2 separate regions of the Rattus norvegicus genome follow, and region 1 is linked to region 2. A link is a contact called in public Hi-C data. All regions are on one chromosome and are shown on one strand. The core of a region is the stretch at or near the end of the contact, and the rest is flanking DNA. Distances in the headings are between cores, read along the strand shown.

Region 1 (4,636 bases), core at 1,160-3,659, 170 kb after region 2:
CTCTTTCTAAGTACTGGGATTAAGGTGTGCACTACCACACCTGCCTTTGTCCACTCTTTTTCTTTTTTTTTTTCTTTTTTCATTTGATTTGAGCATGTGTTTTATTTTGTTGTTGGTTTTTGTTGTTGTTGTTGTTTTGTTTTGTTTCTGAGACAAGGTCTCACTATGTAGCCTTGGCTGGCTTGGAACTTGATATGTAGACCAGGCTGACCACAGACTCACAGAGATCCCCCTTCCTCTGCCTCTCAAGTACTGGGGTTAAAGGCGTGCATTAAGCCCTGTAGTCCCCCCCCTCCCGCCCCCCGTTAGCATAGTAAGTAGATCACACCATTTTTTTTTTCATATTCTGAGCCAGGCCTACATCCCCTGTCTGACCTATATTTGTTTGTTTCTGTATTGCTTGACTGTCTGCTTGTGTGTAGGTGAAAGTTTCAGTGTTAGTGTTGCTCTGCCATGGGCCCTGTTGATTTTCCTTCTCTTGGTTCTCTGAACGAAGCACGGTTTGTGACTATACCTTACACATTTCCAGGTTGTGCTCTGAGGCTGGCCAGCTGAATCCCACCCGGAGATCTGATGGAGAACAGTCTGGACCTACTTTGTGTGCGCTACCCTGGGTCAGTGTGACCATGTCAACCTCCTCTACACCGGGACGGCAGGTCTCTCTCTTATTAATCTTTTAGACAATCTTCGTCTTGAGCTCAAGTTACCCCCCACTACAGTCCCGAGAGCTGCAACTACAGGCGTGGCCACAGTGCTGTTCCCCGCTGCCCATTCTGTGTGGATGATACCTCAAAGCTTTCCGGGTGTAGTTGCTTCAGGTTTCTCACCGTGGCTGTAACAAACTGCTTGAAGTGACAGTTTGTGTGGTGCTGTAGGCCTAAGCCCTAGTAGGCTAGAATCAAGGCTGCTTCTTTTTGAGGCCCTGTAGAATCCATGCGCTGACTGAATCAGATTGTACAGAAGTCCATGCCCCTGACCCCTTCTTTCTGCTGGTCCCGCCCCCTCACCCTCTAGCCTTTCTCTCTTAAGCACTTTTATAACGGCTCTGGACCACCCACCCATATGGTTCCAGGGCGTCGTCTCCTTTTGTGGTCCTGACCATGAACAGAGCTGCAGGGTCCCTTTCCCCATGTTTGCCTGTAGGTTCAAGGATGCTGGCATGGGGGTATGGAGGCAAGCTGGTAGGTTTTAGGTGAGGGTTGGGTTAACCATGAGAAAGTAGGAGAATGAAGGAAGAAACAGGACAGGACTGACATGTGCCGCCCGTCCTTCTCTTCCCAGCCCCCTCCTCACTCTTGGTTGACTCTGCCAGTGGTGTTCTCCTCCCAGGATCTTTCATTGCTAGACGTGGGGCCTCTTCCTGGGTAATTGCCGCACTTCTGGGGAGAGTGGGTTGGTTGCAGCTCATGCTGTTTATTGCAGGCTATTCCATTCTCTTCTCTTCTGGTGATGGGCATCTTGGACCCCCCTCCCCCCCATCGGGAGGATAGTCCAGTATGGCCTGATAGTCCAGCTTCCCAGGCTCACCAGAACAGAATCCATCACTGACTCAGAGCTGGCCGCCAAGTGTACTCAGTGTCTTGTTCAGGCTGCTGACAGGAGCTGAGGAGACCCCAGCTGCATCCATTCAATTCCCTTCAGCTCCCTTGTCCTCAGTGCTTGGCAGAGGGAAACTGCAGCTCTGGGGAAGAACTGTAGCAATCCGTGAGGTTCCCTGTTGTCCTCCCGGCAGGGCTGCCCTGCTATTGGGGTGGCAGGTTGGGAATGGGTCGCTTAGTGAAGATAGGACCTGGAGAGAAGTCTCAACTTGGAGCCTTGTTAGTCCTCTTTGGTGCGCTCTCATCTGGCCCTTCTTGTACTGACTGAGAGTCTCACAGCTGCATTTTTTCCCACAGGGTACAAAACCCTAGTGCTAGGATCTAGGCCCTAGCATGTGTGTCCCTGCAGGCCACTGCTGAGGTCTGGCCAGGAGGTATAACTGCGGCTAGCGGGACACTTAGCCCCGCCCCTACGTCCGGCCACCTCCGCGGGTCCGGGTCCAGAGGTCTGCCTGAAGCAGGAAAGGAGAATCACTTTAGTGGCTGTCAGGGTCTGAGCTTGGAGAGCTACATACAGAGCCATTTCATGGTGTGAGGAGGACTGATGAGAACTCTTTGACGATTTTTTTTTTTCTGCGTGTGAAGCTAAGTGGACCGACCACGGGGTCTGGGGTGGATGCCAGGTTGTCTGGCACCTAGTGCCACCTGTCCTGAGCGCGCAGAGCTGTCGCCATGGCAACCCGTAATACGCCACAGCCTTAGGACCTGGGTCCTCTCTTGGCTGGGGTCCGGGCGTCCCGGGGGCGCGGGGCGGGGCCTCGGCCGGAGGCGGTGCCCGCGGCGGAGGGGCGGAGCGCAGCACGGAGCGCCTGGGCCCGGCGCGGAGGCTCGGCGGGGCCGGCCGGCGCGCTGCATCTGGCCGGCGGGGTAAGCGCGGGGTGCAAGCGGCGGGACAGCAGGAGACGGGTGGCTGAGCCGAGCGGGTCGGCGGAGCTGGGCGGTAGGTGGCGGTGGTAGCAGCAGCGGCAGCCGCAGCGACTGCCAGCGGGCCTGTACTGTTCCCGCCCCGAGGCTGCAGGCCGTGGGATGGGCAGGGGCAGCTGCATGGCGGCGGGTCCAGGCCCAGGCCCCACTGGGGAAACCTTTAGTGGGAAAAGACAAACTGAAACGCAACCTGCTGGGAGCCATTAGACCCTCCTCAACGGGGTTGAGGAGAGACCCTCCTTCGCTTCAGCCTCTCCTTTGGAAATGCCAAGAGGGTATCTTGCAAAACGTGAGGGAGAGGCAGGCATTTTAAGGCTTGGAGGCCCTGAATCTCGGTGTGAGGTTTGAATAGTGGGCAGGGTTGGTAGGGATGGGCATTTGGGCCTGGCGTGGGAGACCTAGGGCAGGTGGACCTGGGCTGGGTCTCTGGGAACATGGCTAGGGCAGTGTGTGGGGGAGGGGACGTAAGGCTTGGGTTCTGGCTTCCAGAAGGCCGGGCACTCCTTTCCTAGAGGTTGGGGTCTGTCCCACTACCAGTTGGCTCGTGACATTTGGCATTTGACAGAGACTGAGCAAGGGAGCGATGGTGTGCAGATAGATGATGGAAAGTGTTGGCTAACAGCAGGCTACTCGGCCTGGACAATTGCTAGGAGGAAGGAAATTCTCAGTGTTTGGCTGTAGCCAATGGAGTTCCAGGTGGGCAGGGATGGGTCCAGCCTGCGCGTCCTGGGAGAGGAGTACCTACCAGTGGGAATGAAAATGGGTGTACCTGACAGGCAGGAGTGTGTGCATCCTTGGAGCCCTGCTGTGGGCAGATAACTCCTAAATGCCTTATTGAAGCTCTGTGAGAACCCCAGGGGTGAATGAAGGGGGCAGAGGTGTCACCAGGAGCAGGTTGAATGCATCACTGTCATGAGTGACAATAAATTTTATGTCTTTGTCTAGACAGGACAGTAAACAGAGCCCTCGTGCCAGGTGCTTTGGAGGGGAGAGGAGAGGCCTTGATTGGAAGTGACTTTGGGCTGGGTGGTGTGAACAGGCTCAGATATCAGGACTCAGTCTGGCCATCACATCTGAGTTCCAGACATGACAACCAGTGCCAGGAACATAGGGAGAGACTAAATCTTGCCGATGGCTTTCCTGAGGTTGTCCCTGAAGGTGGAGGGAGCTTCAGCAGCTGAAGCCCGTGATCAGAGGAACAGAAAGTACAAGCATGCTGGGCCAGAGAGAGTGCATAGCAGGAGGTGTGGTCGGGAGGAAAACACTTCTCCAGGGCGATAGTTAGCGATGGTGGGTCAGGGAAGAGAAGCATCTGTTTTGCCTTAGCCTCAGGAAGGGGAGAGATTGACTTGTGGATCCAGGAAACGGGGATGCTGGTGGTGCAAGGCAGTCAGTCATAGGCACGAGGGACCCGTAGGATGGATATCTCAGGGTTTGAATGACTATCCATCTAGGATCGGGAAAACCTGCTCAGTCCCTATCCCCAGGGTGGGACCTGGCTCTTCAGTTCTCCTGGTGCGACTAGTACAGCGCAACACCAGGAGAAGATGTCCTGAACCTCCAAAGAAGCGGCCTAAAGCCGCCAGTCCGCGCATTGTGGTTCAGGCTGCCAGAGCTAGGCGAGACGGAGGTGTGGGTCCAGCCGCGACAAATCACCAGGGCATTTAGAATGCTGGTGGCGGCGGGGAGAAACCACTTCCGTTCCATTTCCTTCCAGGCGGTGGCGGGAATGAGATCGGTCCCTCAGGTGGGGCCGCAGCGCCCTCTGGAGGCCCAGTTCAGGGTCTCCAGGTCTCCAATGCAAGCAGCGGCGCGTGCGTGCGTCCAAGGAGGCCTCCCGCACCCGGCGTGGGGACAGCACCATGCGCAGGAAACAGCCAGGCTTGGGAAGGCTGCCGTGCCTACCAGTCCCGGCCTCGGTGCCACTCGACACCACAATCAGATTTGTTTTTGGTTTTTCCCAGGTTCCGAGCTCGCCGGCCGGGAGCGGCAGCGCTCTCCGGGCAAGTGGACAAGTCCCGCGCCCTGCTGCGCTGCGCCATGCCGGAGGGCTGAGCATCGGGGCCCGCTGCTCTTTGGGACACTGCAGGACCTCGTCCCGCTTTGCGTTGGGA
Region 2 (5,200 bases), core at 1,310-3,809:
TCACAGTGGTTTATGTGTGCTGACTCAGGACTAGAGGGCTCCGAAGGTCCCCCTCCTCGGGCCCTCTCCCCAGTCACCCCGGTTGTCCACAGAGGCTCGTCCTGAACTGAGTTCCCACTTTAAAGGAAAAGTTAGTGTAGGAAAAATGCTACAAATGTGGAAGTGTAATGTAGGTTGGATGTGTACAGGGCTTTGTATGTCTAGATGGGCAAATTATATCTTATCAATTGGATCAGAGGTTATTGTGTGGTGTGTCCTTTCATGTGGCGACTTAATTGAGTTCAAGAGAAGGTGCGGTGGCGGGACGCACCAAGCTTGCCATGGAATTGGGATCTGTATGCCTGGTGTGGTAACAACTCGACAAGGGAACTGTGAGTGAAAGCAAAGCAGTGTGGCAAGGTGCCACGCTGGAAGGGCTGGAGGACCACCCGGGTTAGAGAGTACCATGGGGGCCAGCATGGAGCTGCTGAGATAAATTAATGCTAGCTCCTATGGCCCACTGGAGCCGGAACTAGTGAGAGAGCGATCACCCCCCTCCCCCCGGCGTTTACGGGAACCGGTCGTGCCGCATTATTTTTTATTTACCACAACAAGGTAAAGAGTCACATCACACCTAGTTCATAGGATGATGCATTTTCCAGCTTTCAAGGAAGCTGTCTGGGAACCTACAGTCTTCAAAAAGGAGAATGGAGACAGCAGAATTTTCAAACACAGGGGTCAAAGATCCAAATAACAGTTTTGGTGAAACAGATTCAAAGTGCCACCTACTCACTCAGAAATCACTGGTCACCACGAACCTGTCCCCATGACCTACCTTAACAGAGACAGCCCCCCCCCCTCTCTCTCTCGCGCTCTCTCTCTCTCTCTCTCTCTCACACACACACACACACACACACACACACACACACACACACACACACCCCTACACCTTAGAAAGTGCAGAATGGTATCTCACTTTCCTCCCATTTAAAGTGAGAACCGGCAGACATATGTCACATTCATTGAGAGCTTACAATGGTGTCTAGTACAAGACGGCACAGCTCAACCAAGGCCACTGGTGCCAAGCCCCAGTGTGCTCAGCTTGGTCACTCTCATTTCCTCCCTTGACCCTAGCCGCAATGCCTGCCTGGCGCACACAGACACTACTCATCAGGCAGCCCATTCTTCTGCCTGCAAATGTACCCTCGGTCTGTCCCCAGCACTGTATGCCAACTGCTGAGGTCAGTGGATGCTTGTCCTTTGCTTCCAATCAAAGGCAGCCTGTCCACCAAGGCTGATGAAGCTCAGTGAACACAGCCTCCGGTTTCCTAGGTACAAGCCTCACCACTGGCCCCAATAGGGCTGCAGTGTCAGACAATATTCACTTCAGCTGGCCACAGACTGACAGACCCTCTGGACTTTGTTTTACCACCCCAACGAGTGAGGAACATGAGGAAAACACAGGTCCCCTTGTTCTCTTCAAAGCGGGTCTCTGGCTTTAAGCAGCTGCAGCTGTTTGCAGCTCCCATCCTGGAGTTATAGCAGGAGGCTGCCCCTGGCAGAGGAGCTCCAAATGTAGTTGGCAGGGGGTGGGGTGTCATAGCAGAGGAAGGACCACCCCCACCCACAGGGCCTTCCTGGGGTGCAGAAAGCAGGACCACTGGGAAAACCTGAAGGGCAAGGAGGGACAAGCCAAGTCAGATTGGTCTGAGTTAGAATTGTTTTAATAGACTTAATCGTAGGTAGTAAGACAGGGGACCTAGAGGGCGAAAGGCAATTGTGTAAAACTGTGGATACAAAGAAACAAGACATGCCAGAAAAGCTTTTTCCTAAATTTGTTGACTTTGACCAAAGACAGCCAAAAAGAGGGGGAGGGACATCTGCCTCTTTGAGTTTCTTCCTGAGCCCCAGAGCCTAGCCGGCCTTCCCAAGGCCGTGCCTGGAATCTCCTGCCTGTTGGGCCCTGCAGTCTGATCCGTCCATCTGCCCCTCCTATTGGCCCAAGTTCACTGGGAACAAGGCAGAATGCGCCCTGTACCAAATATTTGTTGTGATGGGTTTTGAGAAAAACTTCAAAATAACTAAGCACTGCTGAATGTAGGAGGAGGCTGCATGGGAGGAGGTTGCTGCAACTGGGCAGCTAGAGAGGACAGATGGTGGCTGAAACTCCTCAAGGGATAAGGGTGGGTGGGGCCTACAGAGTATGAGTGCGAGCCCGGAGGCCTTAGGGGCCGGTGCCGGGGCACACAGGATGGCAACGGGATAAGAGTCACCGGGTACAGGGGAATGTCCCTAGGCCTGCGGTCCGCCGCAGGGAGCGTAAGGGCTTGTAGACCTGGCCACTCCCGCAGCCATAGCGTCGCTCGCCTAAGTCCCTGAGAGGGCACAGCCTGTGCGCAGCCGCGCGCGCTCGCTCCCGCGGCTGGGCGCCGGAGACGCCCTGGGGCGCGCGCCTCACTTCCGGTAGGCAGTGATTGGGTGCGCCGCGCGAGCCCTGCCCTGTCGGCCAATAGGCGTTGTGGTGCGGTAGGGGGCGGGGCGCGGGCGCAGCCTGGACACCGCCCGCGGGCCTGCCGGACTCCCGCCGCCCGCCGGCGCCATGTGACCGCGCCGCCGCCCTCCGCGCGCCCGGCCCGCCCGCCCGCCGCGCTCCCGCGGCCCGGCGCAGCCCCAGGCCGCCGAGGGACGGCGGGGCCGGCGCCATGGCCGAGCGGGGCCGCCTCGGCCTGCCCGGCGCGCCCGGAGCGCTCAACACTCCGGTGCCCATGAACCTGTTTGCCACCTGGGAGGTGGACGGCTCCAGCCCCAGCTGCGTGCCCAGGTACGCCCCCGCGCTGCGCTTTGTCCGCGCGCACCTGCCCGCGAGCCGGGACCCCGAGCGCGCGCGGGCCACTGCAAGGCGAGGGCCGGGGCGGGGCAGCGGGCCTGTGGCTCTCCGGGCCAGTGTTCTGCCCCGCACCTTGACACCTGCGTCCGGGCTGGGCTGCGCAGCGGACCTCAGGCGGTCGAGCCCTCGGCTAGTGCCACAGCTCTCCTCCCGCGTGCAGCGGCACTGTCACACCCCAGAGGCCTGGGCCTGAGGCTCACGGGACACGCCACTGTCGCCTCTCCGTCTACCCTGCGGGTGAGGTCTGCTCTCTCTTCACCTGTCGGCCTTGCGTCGGGCGGGCGCTGTGGCAAGAGCTCCCGAGACCGTTGTACTCTTTGCTTGGAGCTGTTAATTTTGCCATTGCACAAGCCTGGCTTTTCTCCCCTGGGCAAGCGACCTTCTCCTCCTCGCCCCATGGAAAGGGTTAGACAAGATTTACTCACTGGGCGGACGCTGTGGCCACCCATCCCTGTGTGGACCTATGGCTTCCCATTCTACTGCCCAACTTGAAACTTTTGTGATTTCTTGACTTGGATCCTACTCAGGAGCTTCAGCTAGTGAAGGAAAAGAGGAACTCTAGATACCAGGCTGAGGGCGCTCCAGGCTTCCCTCTGGGGAGACAGGGAAAGTGGGCTTATCACCAAAGAGCCTTCCAGGCATAGAACTTGGACATGGTGTCCTGGAGGGGGCTCTGAGTAAAGAGATGCTAGGGAGGAGAGATACCTCTGTCACTGCAAGTGAACTTCCAGCAGGCCTCTGAGTGTGGTGTTGGGGTACAGAGGCCACTAGATAGTAGCTTCTCCCTTTCAGAATGCACAAGGCCCTCTAGGTCTGGCTGTGATTTTGGGAAGGGAAGGATGGATCTGAACACAATTCCTAGTCCGGTGGGGCATCTGGAGAACTGAGGCCCGAGGGTCAGTGTTTGCCTCAATGGGAGCATCTCCTGGCCCCCAGAGCTGGGCGGGGGATGGAGGAAGGATGTGTTATACCCTCACACTCTAATTCTGGCTCTCTACATCATGGCCCCGAGACCCCACTTCACACTGTCCCGTGTATTCCTTTAGCAGCCTCTGGGTTCCCTAAGAGAGAGCCCAGGGTCTTCCCTTTCCACCGTCTCTCTCCCTCTCTTACTCCCTCTCTCCCTCCCTCTTCTATCCCCCCTTTCCTTTAAGAACAAACAAACAAACAAACAAACCAGAATCTCATTATGTTGCTGAGGCTGTTCTTGAACTCCTGTGCTCTTGTGATCCACATCCCCAACACACATGAACTTCTTTTATAGTTAGAACTACAGACACAAGTACCTAAGACACACCCACCTAAGACTGAAGCATAAACCTAGTAAGGAAGGGGAAAGAGGCCGTTTCTTTTGTTTGTTTGTTTGTTTGTTTGTTTTTTCGGAGCTGGGGACCGAACCCAGGGCCTTGCGTTTCCTAGGCAAGCGCTCTACCACTGAGCTAAATCCCCAACCCCAAGAGGCCGTTTCTTAAAGGTGGAATGGCCTTGAATTTGTTTTGTAGCCCAGGGTGGCCTTGAACTCTCAGCCCTCCTGCCCCTGCCTCCAGTGTACAGGGATTATAGGCACGCTCAGTCATGCCTGCTCTGGCCTCTGTTCTTGTAGATCCTGGAAGACCCTCTTTCTACAGGAGAAGGTAGGGTCACGAGAGGCTGGTTGAGGGCAGGCTTGCACACAGGGAAAGATAACACTTCTGGGGTGAGCAGCAGCAGGTATCAGGGTGCTCTGGGCATTGGGTTGGACAGAGGGAAGAGGCTTTCTCTGGAGGGGTGAGGGCCTTGGTCAAGTGGAGCAGATGCTCTGTGTGAAAAAGCATGCAGTCTCAGGACAGTGCTGCCTGTTCTCTGACCTGTGTTCTTCCCTGCTCTGCTGCCAGAGGTGAGGCGCTCGCCCTCGTCTGGTCACTTGCTCTGTAGTGCTGTTCCTTGGGCACTGTCTGCAGACCGGATCAGGATTGTGTTCTCTGGTTCTTTTCAGTCTTCGCTGCTGGCTTTGGTCAGTCCTTTCCTGAGCTATGTCTGGGCTGGCGGCTGATGCACCATTGCAGCATGTGCTCCTCAGAATGGTAACACCTGAACTTCCGCTGAGGGGTGCTGTCAGGTTTTGCCTGATTACAAAATCTGCCGTTGCCACCTCAGAGACGGCCGTCATATGTATATCCCATGTGCATGCCCGTCTCTGAGGCAGGCAGGACCGCCTTGTCAAGCAGGAGGATTTAGGGGTGTGGGTGTGTGTTCTCTTAGTGTTACTATCCGGTTGCTTCCCAAAACAGTTGTGCCAGCTCCAACCCCAGCATCAGGGTGAGAATCCTCACTGTCCTGCATTCTTGCCAAGCT

Evidence for each region. Hi-C and Micro-C count contacts between places; a contact is called where the count stands out from the background.
Region 1: a contact with region 2 is called in a Hi-C map of liver, with 2.3 times the contacts expected there. The contact joins the promoter of Tmem121 here to the promoter of Pacs2 in region 2. A contact is called at or near these places in 2 of 12 Hi-C or Micro-C datasets (kidney and liver).

What each region holds. Positions count from the first base shown.
Region 1 is chr6:138,080,830-138,085,465 of GRCr8, forward strand. It overlaps Tmem121 (transmembrane protein 121), which reads left to right and starts at 2,410. Exons shown (of 2, transcript NM_001398696.1): 1 at 2,410-2,465; 2 at 4,487-4,636.
Region 2 is chr6:137,915,492-137,920,691 of GRCr8, forward strand. Pacs2 (phosphofurin acidic cluster sorting protein 2) reads left to right here and starts at 2,560. Exons shown (of 24, transcript NM_001427329.1): 1 at 2,560-2,800. The coding sequence starts at 2,682.